3 separate regions of the Zea mays genome follow, and all the other regions are linked to region 2. A link is a contact called in public Hi-C data. All regions are on one chromosome and are shown on one strand. The core of a region is the stretch at or near the end of the contact, and the rest is flanking DNA. Distances in the headings are between cores, read along the strand shown. Region 1 holds the start of LOC100191226 (putative protein kinase superfamily protein). Region 2 holds the start of LOC103626411 (putative disease resistance protein RGA3). Region 3 holds the start of LOC100278812.

Region 1 (4,376 bases), core at 124-2,623, 800 kb after region 2:
AGCTTGGCGTTGAATTTCTGGCAGATCGAGAGAGGCACGGTGGTGAGTCTGGTGCTTTATAATTGGTGGTCACCGGCACCGGCAGGCCGGGGTGAATGTGAACTGACGATCGATCGTACGCCAACGCATGCAATAAAAACGAACAAACCGCGTCGAGCAAGATGTTGGAGCTCTTGAAGTCCCGGTAGATGATGGGGCGGTCGGGCCCGTGGAGGAAGGCGAGGCCCCTGGCGACGTCGAGCGCGATGGCCACCCGCGTCGTCCACGAGAGTCTGCAGGAGCGGCGGAACAGGTGGTGCTCCAGGCTGCCCTTGGCCATGAACTCGTACACCAGCAGCCGGTGGTCGTCCTCGCAGCAGTAGCCGATGAGCTCCACCAGGTTCGGGTGGCTGTACTGTCCGAGGTAGCTCACCTCCGTCTGCACGCACGCACAAGCACGTCCATGGACGTCACGTCGTCGGGTCGGGGGTGAGATTGGAGATGGATGGCCGGAACACATGCATGACGCTTGCACGCGCGCAGAGATGGATGGATCGGTGCCAGAGCCCTGACCATACCAGCCACTCCCTGTCACCCTGGAGTCCCTGCGGGTTGAGCACCTTGACGGCGACCGCGGTGGACGGGTAGCCCTTCCGCACGGAGCCGTCGATGACCCCTCTGTACACGACGCCGAAGCCGCCCTCGCCGACGATCTGCCCCGGGTTGAAGTTGCCGGTGGCCTTCCTGAGCTCGTGGTAGGTGAAGAGCTTGAGGCGGCCGTACGCCGACATGGTCCGGATCTCCTCTACGTCCTTGGGCACGGACAGCACCAGCGTCCCCTCCGACCCCACCTTCCTCAGCTTCTGAGGGGACGGGGCCGCCGACGCCGACGCCGACGCCGACGCCGGCCTCGGGAACGCATCTGCACGCGTGCGCCGCGCGCGATCGGGAACGCACAGATCACATACGTCGAGCATTTTACAGACGCCAGCTCCTTGAGGTCATGGTGCATACCTCGATGGCGGGAGGAAGGGCGCGGCTGGCGGGTGTCGCCGCAGCTAGGGATGATCCAGCGGTGCATTTTCTGGAGGAACGGTATGCGGCTGTTCATTCACCTCGAGCTGGTCGGTCGGTCGGTCGTTGTCCCTCGCTCTCGCTGGCCGGCGGGGGCGGCCGACGCGAGCGACGGCAGCCTCCGACCACGCGCGCGCGCACGCTGGGGAGAGACGGTACACGTTGTGCTCTCGGCCGGGTGGATGCCGATGGAGGAGGCACGACGGTGAGCTGCTGGGAGAGACGAATGAATAGGCAGGGGCCGGAGACGAGCTAGCGGCGGGAGCAATGGTCGGAGCATGGGCGCCCCGAGCTTTTGGGTGGCCAGCCCGCCGCCTCGCGCCTTTGCCTGCTTTGCCTTAATTTGGCATGCAACAGCTAAACAGACATGAGAGCCAAACGAAATCTTGGGCCAGGTACCAACCACCATCGTGCACGCATCGTAGTGTCGTTCAGTAGCGCGGACCCAGGATTTGGATAGCTGAGGATTAAAAAAAATTAGACATGTAATATTCTCTTCGTTTTTTTATTTATCGTTATTTAGTTTAAAAATAAACTAGCGGACGATAAATATTCGAGAATGGATGTACAATATATAATTCCAGAATTTCCATAATTCGGCACCTAAACAAAAAAATAATCAAAATATCTCACAATGCATTTGATATTTTGATTCATCAGATTAAGTTATAAATTGTATAGATCTGATTATTTGGACTTCAACCTGAGAAGTAGATTGTTTTTAGTACAAATTCCAAGGTAGTCGAAGGTCTATCCGGACTATTATCCCCTGGTGCCGTCGACACAAGAAACCACATTACCAGCCATGAATTTCACTTGAATAAATTTCTCTAACGGGGCGTTTGGATCCCTTCATTTTAGAGAAATTGGAATTCACTCAATAAAGTAACTTATTTAGTTTGGAATTTGACATTCCACCACTTTCTAGAGTTCAGATATAAGCCTATCTCAAATTCATGGGGTGGAGGGTGGGAAATGATTTTATGCATTACTAGAATTGGTTTCTAATCTATAACTTACATGACATTCTTCGTTTCACTCACCTATAGTAAAAATGTAGCACATAAATATCTCCGACATCTTGCTAATAATAGTATACAAATATATTTTGCATAAAACCAAATTAGCTTAATTAATATATGCCTAAATTACTATTATTAGAATGGAATTCAATTCCAGTGATCCAAACGGGGCGTAAGAGCAACTCCAACCATTAGCCTTATAATTACGCCCCTATATTTCAAATTAGCTACGCAGTCAACTTGTTTAGGGTCCAAATTAAAGGCCCGTTCCCAACCATGTTTAGCCTTAAACCTTCATTTCGTTGCAACTACCGCCGGGCCTTTTCTATTATTTTACATTTGCCGCCATCCATTGTGCTTGTCGTTCCCCCACCCCAGTCGCCCAATGGCCGGCATTTTCTAATCTTGTTGCTCTAGCGCCGCCACAAAAACAGCTCGATCGGAGATTCAGAGACCGTGACAAAGAAAGGATCAATCCAAACTTAGTACAGACATCAGTTTGTGTTGCCTCACTTTCTGCTGCTGAAGTATATGCAAATGGATGAAATGATTTTCTACTCTCAAGTTAGCTTGGTCTGTCCATGATCTGAACATTCTACTTTCTGTTGCCGAAGCATATGTATGGACTGAAGTTTTTAAAAATCGTGGAATTTTAAAAATTTGATCCATATTTCTTAATTCTGGATTTTTTAAACCACAAATAGATCGAACCAATTTCTAGTGGTATTGAATGGACCAGTATAGATTTTAGTGGCACTGGAGAGATTGACTTTAAATTGAACTAACGGCGTTAGCTCCAAACTAACGGTAATGTCATTAAAGGGATTAAAATTTAAATTTGATGATATTGAAGGGAATCTATAAATTCTGATGGCATTGAAGATATTCATATAAGTTTGGATGACATTGAAGAGATTTTCTCATGCAAATAAGTGGATGGCATGACAATTATTATCTGTCATTGTCACAGAAACAGCTTGTTCTTTCATCACAAGTGCTGAAGCAGGAAGATGGAGAGGGGACTGACGGGAGGATAGAGAGGGGCGGCTTCCTTCCAACACGAAAATGTTTAGATGAATTTTATTAAAATAAGGCTCCTGTTGAAGCTGTCTTTTTAATGTTTAGACCCTATATTTCAATTTGTTTATATGTTTAGAGCTCCTATTGAAGTTGCTCTAATAACGACAACGCTGAAACGTGATTCGGCAGAAGCACACAGCTGATCCTAAATATTTTAAATACTGCCGGGAAAACGCGCGAAACAAATATATATATATATATATATATATATATATATATATATATATATATATATATATATATATATATATATATATATATATATATATATATATTTTTGCCTCCTATCGTTCTCCATCTCCTCACTCCTCAACCCCAAAGAGGGACTCGTCACATTATATTGTGCAAACATGTCTGTGTCCGTTCTGATCAAAAGATACAAACAAAGACTGTCGTCGCCGGCAAATTCAAGCCAGAGCGGCAGGCTAACCAACCAGATGTGTTCCCAGCCAGGCCCTCGAACTGGCATGTCACCAGTCACCGCATCACATGCGTTTCCTTTCACCATATCCGGAGGTGCGCCAGCTCCGGAATCTGCGTGGCGGGTCCGTCGACGAGCGGGGGATGATCGTCTTGCGGCCAGAACCTTCCCGGGGACGGGTCCAGAGGATGCCCGGCGGCGGCGGCGGCGTTGGAGACGGCAACGGTGGCGAGGGGCGGCAGCAATGCACCGGCGTCCGCGTGAGATGTGGGCTGCTGGATGACGGCTGAACTCGAGCCCCACGAGCCGTCTGACAGAAGAGAGAGAGCACGCCCACCTTCTGGGCCTCCGTTGTTCGAGCTGGAAGCGGCCGCCCAAGCCTCCACGCCTGAAATTGTCACGGGTGTAAAATGCGCGTCAGGTGGCTTCCACATCGGAAATCATCTAAAATGCAGTGCTTACAGGAGAATAATCATTCGAGTAATACAACAATGCGAGAGACCATCTGTGCAGTTTCTCTTTTACGAACTGTAAGGGCTCAATATGGTTTAGTTTTTTTTTAAATGCTGACAGAGTTTCCTGTTTGATCTTTTCAGGTTCAGTAATAGATCTGTAGACAGGCGAAGTACCTTGGTTAAGGACCTTTGTGCTGGTTCCCTTGAACGCCATGAACCCATCGAGATCATGATGATGTCCGGTGTGAGCCGCAGCACTAGTTATCTGGAGGGCTGAGAAATGCAGTTCATCAGGGGATGCTGTTTTTGTTGGATGCACTGGCGGATGTTTCGTCTCCATGAATT
Region 2 (4,500 bases), core at 359-2,858:
GACAAGTCGCTGCAGCAGCTGCAAAGTTTTCTTTCTGGTCTAGTAGCAGATGAAAAGCTAGAAACGAGGGATGGGCTGTACTTGCTAAAGAGGTAGCAGCCGTTTCTATACTAGGATAGTGGGTTGTTAGACTAGGGTTGTACACTTGTACTATTTGCTAATGAGTTGTTTAGACTAGAGATGTCAGGTAATCAGATATAACACACTTCATTATCAAAGCTATGTTATCGGGTTCAGAGGCAGCTTACATATCCTATCTCACATCCTCCTTTATTTTAAACTTCATTATGTAAACAATGACTATGAAGGTGTTACTATGGAGGTATTTGAGATGGCTCTAGGTTCTAGATCCAGTATGGAGCTGTAGTTTATGTCAGTTTATTTAAATAGTTTTAAAGTATTTATAATCTAAATAATAAATAAAATAATTTAACTAAATGTTTTTTAAAGTCTTATAACTCTAGATTCACGATTTTCTGAAGCATCTGATTTGTTATACCAACTCTATCAATTTTTTTGAGCTAAAATTGTCCCAAACAAGATCTATATACACAATTTGCTAGAGGCAGATGCTGACGTCAGGCTACGACTCCCTCTCCCCTCTTCCACGTGTACGAACGGGGATGAGCCGTCCAACGACGTCATCTCCCTAAGTCCCTTTCCATGGAATATTAGGTGAGAGAAAAATCTCATCGGATGTAGGAGATGTAATCTCTCATTTGTTAATGACTGTGATTATTTACGAAATTAATCTATTCTAAACTTCTTAACCAGAAAACAATGCGTATTGCAATAGCACAAATACGAATATCGTACATTTTTTAACTCCAAAAATTTATTGTATATGAGTTAAATAGCTTAGTTAAAACATAAAGGGAAGCCAAATAGTGGAAATGATTGGATAAGATAAATAGGGAGAGTAATAAAAGAGGGGATGTATTTAAAAATAAATAGAAAGTATGAATAGAGGGAAATGAGAGTAGGAATGGTTGGAATCAACCTTGTAGCACTTAGCATTCACTATCGCAAGTTATTATTGCTATTGTTACACCCCTATCCAATACGTGAATAGTTATGTGACGATGTGGATAGTTTCAATAATAATAAAAATGCTAAGGTAGTGATTTGGACCATGATAAAGAATGATAGGGTGATTAATGATATTATTTTTAACTGTATGAGAACTAGTTGACATCATAAAATATAAGACAGTCTACAACAGTTTACTCATATGATCATAAAAAACTGGTTTGCACTGTAGATTATACTGTTTACATAGTAAAGTTTAAATATATGGATGATGATGGTTAAGCTACTAGAGATAACCTAATAATACACTTTGTGATCTGCTATGCAACTAATTTATTATAAAGATGTGAAATGAGAATCGTATCTTTATAAAACATCTTTATAAAACAGAGAGTGAAGGTCCACACCAAATAACACTTCCTTTCCTTATCATTAGAAAAATAGATTTGAATTAAAAAAACAGCATATTTAGTGTAAAAACTATTAGCACACTAATATACTAACACCAAGTCTTGTCCATCAGATTCACTATCTACGATTGAGTTAAATCCCACGCACATCCTATCATACGAAGACTTAGTTCTTTAGAAAATAGTTTAGGAGGAGATGATATTGCACTAAGTCATAGATGCTGAATTTGATGAACAAGATTCAATGTTACTGTATTAACACCTTAATTATTTTTACACTATGTTGTCTTTATAGAAAACTACTGTAACGCGCATCCTGGAATCTTAATCCAGATATGGGAAACCGTTGTTTAGCCCACTTTCCAGTACATTTTGCGGGCTGCAGGCCCACGCACGCGCCACTCGGGGCCCAACGAAACTGGCGCCGCGACGAATCCTCTCGCCGGCTGCACCATGGCCGGGAAGAGCGAGGGACGCTCCCGTGGTCGAGGGTTGGGATACCGATGACTCTGTGTGTGTGCGCGCGCGCGCCCCAAGTCCAGTCCAAACATCCATCGGTAGGGATGGGACTGCCTAGTCGAGGAGAAGCTTCGCTGGCGCCGCGCCGCCCCGCATTCGTCGACGAGGTCCGTTCCTGCTCAGGTTTATCCCACTCCGCGTTCATCTCTTCCGTGTAACAATAGAGGGATCGAACAAAATGCAAGTGACGGGAAACCGAGCAAACCAGTGATTCTCCTGGAGGGAAGCATGCAACGGGGCCGCCAGGCCGGATGCTGCGTTTTTGTTTGTAGCTCGCAGACTTCGATCTGCTTGATTTCACTGACGTGCTCATCGCAGAGGCATTTTCGACTGTTTCCACGCGGTTGGCGATTAGCTTTGACTCCACTCAGCTGTAACAGTCCAGCGAAATTTCCGTCTCGTCATCTTTCCTAGATGCCTAGGCACGAGACAGGAGTCACAGGAGTCCACATCTGTCTTCCACTATGCTCTGTCGTTCTTCTCTCCTATACTTTCTTACACCTCTTTCCTGCTAGCTACTAGGGACCTTTGTCCTTTTGCTTCAGTGATAAGTAAGGAACAATCTGTGGGTGGATAACAAAGCTTGACCTGACTCAGAGACTCGGAATCTTTGGCTCTTGCCCCCGCGTCTTCTGGGAAAAGACGCTAAAGGTAACCAGCATGAACTAATAACTGGGAAACTGCATTATGCACACGAAATTAAGCACCAGTGTAATGAGTGATCAGTTAATCAGAAATTTGTTTTTTTATTTGTAATTTGGGTTGTATGCACTGCAATTCATTGCAGTGGATAAGATGGTTGGGAATTGCAGATATTCATGCTAAATCACTGTTTAAACGATTTTCATTCACAGTTCGACAGGCCCAGTGCTGCCGGCTCCCATATGAGTGGGGTAGTAACCGAGCCAAGACTTAATTCCGTGGTACATTCTACATAGAGGCTTCATCGAACTCAGGACCTTTGGCTTAATGGAAAGGCCTGTCACCATTGCGTCAGGTCTGTCCTTCATTCACAGTTGCTATTTTGAAAATATTTCATTTGATGGTTAGAGAAAGCTTTAGGATTAATGGAATTTTGAGGTTGAGGTTTCCTCCAAAAGAACAAAAAAGGAAAAGATGTGAAATAATGGAAAGGAAAGCAGTCTACCTAACTTTTTTTTGCATTGTTATTAAAGGTGGCTGACCAAGACAGCTTGACTTGACTCCCACCTTCCATGAAATGCACTGGCACTCAGCCAAAAGACTTCAGGAGTTCGACACATACATTGAATCGCAAAATCAATATTTACATTACTTCACTCCATTACGATTCACAACAGCTAAAGCCGCTCCATGACCATGGGCACAGTTGTCGGTGAGATGCTTGCATCGGCTGTCCTGAAGGTGGTCATGGGGAAGCTTGGTGCGGTTATTGGGCCTGAGGTCAACATGCTGTGGAAGTTCAAGGATGATCTTGAGTCGATCAGGAGCACTCTGTTGACTCTCCAAGCTGTATTGAATGACGCTGAGAAGCGGTCTTCACGAGAGGAACGTGTGCGCCTCTGGCTCAAGAGGCTTAAGTTTGCTGCTTATGACATTCATGACATTTTAGAGGAAATGGAATCAAATAATGACATTGGCTATGGTTCGTTTAAGAAGGTGACCACCTTTTTCTATTTCTGATTTAATTTTTTCTGTATTGAAGTACATTTTTGTTATACATAAGAACGAATGGGCTAAAAAGGTATACTGGTATCTTTCTGTTCAATGTGTCGGTGGCGGGTACTCCTAAGTACTTGTTTTCAAGGTTCTGTGGTGTATATAAATTAATAGCTACTGAGTTATCCCTTTTAGTTCTCTCAAAAGCTTTTTCCCTTCCCCTCCCCTTTCTCTCTCTTTCTCTTTTTGGTGACTTCTTGTTGGGTTTCAACTCTAGCCTACCCCAACTTGTTTGGGACTAAAAGGCTATGTTTATTTTGATGTTGAATGCAAGTGTAATGATAAACACACAATTAGTAGTAGCTGTCTAAGTTCTGATATAATTTGTGCATCAATCTAACTTAAAGTTGCAACAGGATAATCAACTAGTTTTGTAAAGTTTATATGCAGGCAAGGAAGTAGGGAGTGTGCTTTCTAGCATTTACGGTTTTGAAATCATTTGATTTTTACAGCGTTACATCATATATGTGTTCTCCTTCAGTGAGCATTAGGCTTCGAGACTTTTGAAGCCTGAGAAAGGACTGTTAATAACAGCAGAGTATCTTTTGGAAATTTGGTTATCCACTCTTTGCTGGCAGTATAGAAACCTCTTTCTATAAATGAATACCAGGGCCCCTGATCCTTGTCAACTACAAGGAACAAAACTAATTTACCACACAAAGCATGATGTTAAACGACAATGCTTACAAAAATTCTGTTATTTTTTTCAGCGTGGAGAAGGATTTAGTTTGGGATTTTTTTGTGTGAATTATGTAACCTTACCTCAGAAATTAAAGTCTAATACATGTGACACAGCTTAGCGCACACATTACCATTGCTCACAAGATGAAGAAGATGAGGCAGA
Region 3 (4,101 bases), core at 1,461-3,960, 890 kb after region 2:
TTACAAGGTCATGCAACTAAAAGTTGATACGCTAGTATCATAAGCCTGATGTGTCGTCATGCAGGAAGCTCCCGTCAAATGCTGATACACATTCTCTCCTAGAGAAGTCGTCATGCAGGAAGCTCCCATCAAATGCAGATATACATTCTCTCCTAGAAAACCGTCATCATTAGTAGTATTGCATTCTAATTAGAACTACCAGGGAATTTGCATACTAGTGTGCAGCAGATTTTCTCTTAAGGTGCCCCTTCTGATTTGCAGTTCCTGTTAACAGATAACAAAAATCAGGTTAGTGACTTTGTCACTTGTGGACATGTGTACAAGTGAAAGAGTACGGTCACTATCTGCCTGAAGCTAAAACAAATTGTAGTTGCACACACAGTGGCACACTGCAACTTTTGCAGTAAGCACACTATGATTGAAACATTGGCGTAATATCTGAAAACGGAAGCGGACACTCTAAAAGTCTAAACAGCAAATGGTTTTCGAGCACCCAAAATACATTACAGAACTCATGATAAAATTTGCTAGTAAGCATGGTATACCGTAAAGTTATAGGATGGATTAAACAACAAGCTCAGCTCTGTGAGTAATCAAAAGGTTCTAGTCTTCTAGAAAGCATCAAACCACTGACCACTGTTGTCAGGGCCTAGTGTCAGGGCCTAAGGAGCCCACGGAGGGGCTGCGGCAGCAGTAGCCATGGGCCCTCCAAAGGGGATTAGATAAGGATAGTTAGAGATAAGATTAGAAGATTAGTTAAGATTATTTAGGAGATTAGTTAAGATTATCTAGAAAGGTTATCAGTAGTTTGTTGAGAGTTTTTAGAAGAGTTTTAAGAAGATAAGAATCTCTAGCTAGATAGGGGCGGTCAGCCGGCCTATTTATGTAATTAATGGATGAGAAATAAAACAGACAAGAATTAGAAGAGAGAAACCCTTCTCTTGCTCGACCGTGGGCAGAGGCCCCCGGCCGGTGTTCCTGCCATCGATACCCCTCTCAAGTCTCTCACCGATCTAGGACCATAACAACTGTTATATGATGTAGCAGGTAGCAAATGGAGCCGCAGCAAACTTAAACAGCTATCATAACCTACAACTACAAGCAATTGATACGGTACCATCCCTATCCAAGTATATTGCCGACCACAGAAAGGAACGAAGGACATTAAGGGGTACACCCGGTGCTGGATACTCCCACATGAGTAAGGTACAGAAAAGGTATAAACTGAGAAAGCCTTCCCCTATAAATACGCAGAGGCTGCTTCGAACCAGATTGAAAATGTATGATGAACCAAAGAGTGGTACTTACTTTCTTGTAATATTAGTGCTGGCATTGCAGGTCAAGATAAAATAAGAAAACTTCAGGGTGCAAAGAGACAGCAAGGTAAATCAAAATATAAGACTTTTCAGATAGCCATTTTTCCGGAATACATACCCATGATAGTGGTTTAAATAAGAAAGGATACATAAACTATTTCGATCACAGCCCGTTTTTACTAGATAAACCAGATTGATCCTGCTAATGATATTGGCTTTATTTTTCTTCCATCCCTATCCAAGTATCCAGTTCCCAGCTATGCCTAAGTAATTCAATAGCAAAATACAGTTTCTGAGACAATATAACTGCAGGTATTCACAATACAAGATGTACAAAAAAAAACTCATTTTTTAAGGAACAAACATGGACATAGTTATAGTTCCAGTAAAAAAATGGAGTGGTTTCCAATCAAGTACCAATATATCAATTTGTATGGATTGAACACTGAAGTTTGAAAATGTCTAGGCTTTTCTTTGAATTGCATCAAACAGTTTTACTTTAGCACCAACAGTAGGCATGACAAGAAATGATAGGAATTTGAGATAGGCATCCCAGACCCAGAGGGTAAACATGAAGAACATAAAAATGCAGTTAATGATGCCTCCAGGTCCTTTAGGCATTGTACCAAACTGCAAATGATGTTGAATCAAGTTTGAAATACTGAAATAGACAGCTTAAACAACTTTCCCCGTTTCAATTAACCATAATTGCAACCATGACGACATGAAGAGCTGCAGCATCAACATACGCCTAACCAGGTTAGATAGTGGGTGGGCATGCAGTATGCGAAGTTGCAGACAGAATCCTAATCTACAAGATTACAACGGTACTGCATCGAATGGAACAAAAGCTCCATTCCAGGTTTGGTTCAGGAATACGACGCTTAGCATTCAATCTGGATCGGATTGAACAAAAGCTGAGCAGCTTTTGTTTCCACATAAATCAGCACTTAAACATCCAGGAGAGCAACGAAAGGAGGGAAGAGGGTTGTGTGGTCGTGCGGAGTAAAGATTTCACCTTTGTGCGGCCTCGGCCTGGTTCCGGTAGAACTTGGCGACGCGGCCGCGGTTGGCTGGCTTGGGTTTAGAGGGCTTCTTCGGGCGCAGGCCGGCGATCTCCTGCACCAGCGGCACGTGCACCAGCACCGTCGTCCACGCCACGTACCAGCCTAAGGAGACGAAGCGGATCAGGGAACCTGCGAAACTAGGCAACCGATGGAGAAGGAAGCGGGTGGCGTACCGAGGAGGATGAGGGTGAAGACGAAAACGATGGCGAGGATGGGCCGGATGAGGAAGACGACGGCGGCCTCCGATGCAGCCGCTAGGCACCTGCTCGCCATGGCGCCGGCGTGTCACGGACTCACCGTCACGAGAAATCCGACGATAACAGGGGAGATCAGTAGCAAATTGGAAGAGGAAGGGTAGGCCGGTAAGGTCGGATGGAAGGCAACGACCATTGTAGGCTGTAGTGTAGGCTAGATCGTGATCCAACGGTAGCTAGTACATCTTGCATCTCTTCTATTAAAACCTGACCCCCTTTTGAGCTCTCCCCGCGTTTCGTGGGTTCTTGGCGCCGCTCCTCTCGACGCGTGCCCTTGCTTGCGGACGCGAAAATTTACCTACTGCGGATGCAAGGTTTCGCTAAACTACAGACACAAAGTTTCCAGCCAATCTCTATCTCGCCTTTCCTCTCTCCCTGATACCTTCCTCACCCGTCACGCGCGCACGAACGCTCGCCGCCGCCATCAACCTCCTCGGCGGTGCGGGCATCACCACCATCGTCAACCTGGCGGAGGAGGCCAAGCTCGCATGCGAGGGGGTCAAGGCGCCTGCTACATTGTGAGGAAGTCGTGTGACAGCGTGCCTATCGGAGACAAGGCTGGACAACGAGGAAGACGTTGGTGGGGAAGTGGAGAACCAAGCTCTGTTTGTTGCCTTGCCTTCTCTTCTCTGGTTCTCCGTTTGCACGCACGCTCATTCTCGTGGCACAACTCGGCGAGCCCCGCCGCCTCCTCTCTACGACATGTGCCCAGATCTACCTTCGCCAGTTCCTTCACCAGCGATGAGCACCAACCCGGTATGTGCACTCCTCTTCCCTTCGCGTTGAATCTGGGTCCTGCCCTCCATCTCTGTCCCTAGGTCAAATCAAATCGACCCCATCTATCTCAATTACTGCCATCGAGAGAGAGAGAGAGAGAGCCCCACCGTCGAGTGGCACCGCCTCCAAACCCTAGCCCCTTCTTTGCGCATGGCTATCGTTGTCACTGTCGGGCCCCCAAGACGCCCGCCTCCTATGCAGCACGCGCCATGCCGCTCTCCTCTATAGGTGAGATGGTATCGTCCTTGTTCGCTAGGGAGTAGCTGGAATGCACTTAGATTTGGGTCTGGAATATGGCTACCGATTCCTGGATCTGGCTTGTGTTACAGATTGTGAGCATGCGGTAGTAACTGACTGAACAAGAAAAACACATGTATTCAGTTGCAGTTGGTTTCTCAAGCCATTCTCTTTCAAATGGCACTCATGTAACAAAACAACTATGATGACTTTGTTATTGATGGCTATATCTGTTTTTCCTTATTACTAATTAGGGTCATTGTCCAGTTACGTAGAGATGAAAGGGCACCTGAAGTTTTAGTGAGGTATAAGATTTGCTCTTGACATTGCAATGTGTCTGAATACTCTATCAAATATATATTGTTTAGATTGTCTATCCTTTTGATAAAATTCTATGTACCTCGCAGTTTGCAAAATATTGACTGAACTGAAACAGGTAGTGCTACACTT

What was found. A called contact is a pair of places that touch in the nucleus more often than the background predicts.
Region 1: a contact with region 2 is called in a Hi-C map of tassel, with 2.4 times the contacts expected there. The contact joins the promoter of LOC100191226 here to the promoter of LOC103626411 in region 2. A contact is called at or near these places in 2 of 25 Hi-C or Micro-C datasets (ear and tassel).
Region 3: a Hi-C map of tassel shows a contact between it and region 2, with 3 times the contacts expected there. The contact joins the promoter of LOC100278812 here to the promoter of LOC103626411 in region 2. A contact is called at or near these places in 3 of 25 Hi-C or Micro-C datasets (ear, endosperm and tassel).

The regions. Positions count from the first base shown.
Region 1 is chr5:59,863,480-59,867,855 of Zm-B73-REFERENCE-NAM-5.0, forward strand. LOC100191226 (putative protein kinase superfamily protein) reads right to left here and starts at 1,374. Exons shown (of 1, transcript NM_001152528.1): 1 at 1-1,374. The coding sequence starts at 499. sbp25 (SBP-transcription factor 25) reads right to left here. Exons shown (of 5, transcript NM_001365656.1): 4 at 4,206-4,376; 5 at 3,460-3,964. The coding sequence ends at 3,657.
Region 2 is chr5:59,059,624-59,064,123 of Zm-B73-REFERENCE-NAM-5.0, forward strand. It overlaps LOC103626411 (putative disease resistance protein RGA3), which reads left to right and starts at 1,609. Exons shown (of 8, transcript XM_008646817.4): 1 at 1,609-2,065; 2 at 2,813-2,955; 3 at 3,134-3,596; 4 at 4,452-4,500. The coding sequence starts at 3,291. LOC103626410 (anaphase-promoting complex subunit 2) reads left to right here. Exons shown (of 16, transcript XM_008646815.3): 16 at 1-356. The coding sequence ends at 96.
Region 3 is chr5:59,953,452-59,957,552 of Zm-B73-REFERENCE-NAM-5.0, forward strand. It overlaps LOC100278812, which reads right to left and starts at 2,711. Exons shown (of 3, transcript NM_001151966.2): 1 at 2,557-2,711; 2 at 2,335-2,485; 3 at 1-264. The coding sequence starts at 2,656. The coding sequence ends at 237. LOC118472015 (a long non-coding RNA gene) reads left to right here and starts at 2,968. Exons shown (of 3, transcript XR_004849429.1): 1 at 2,968-4,101.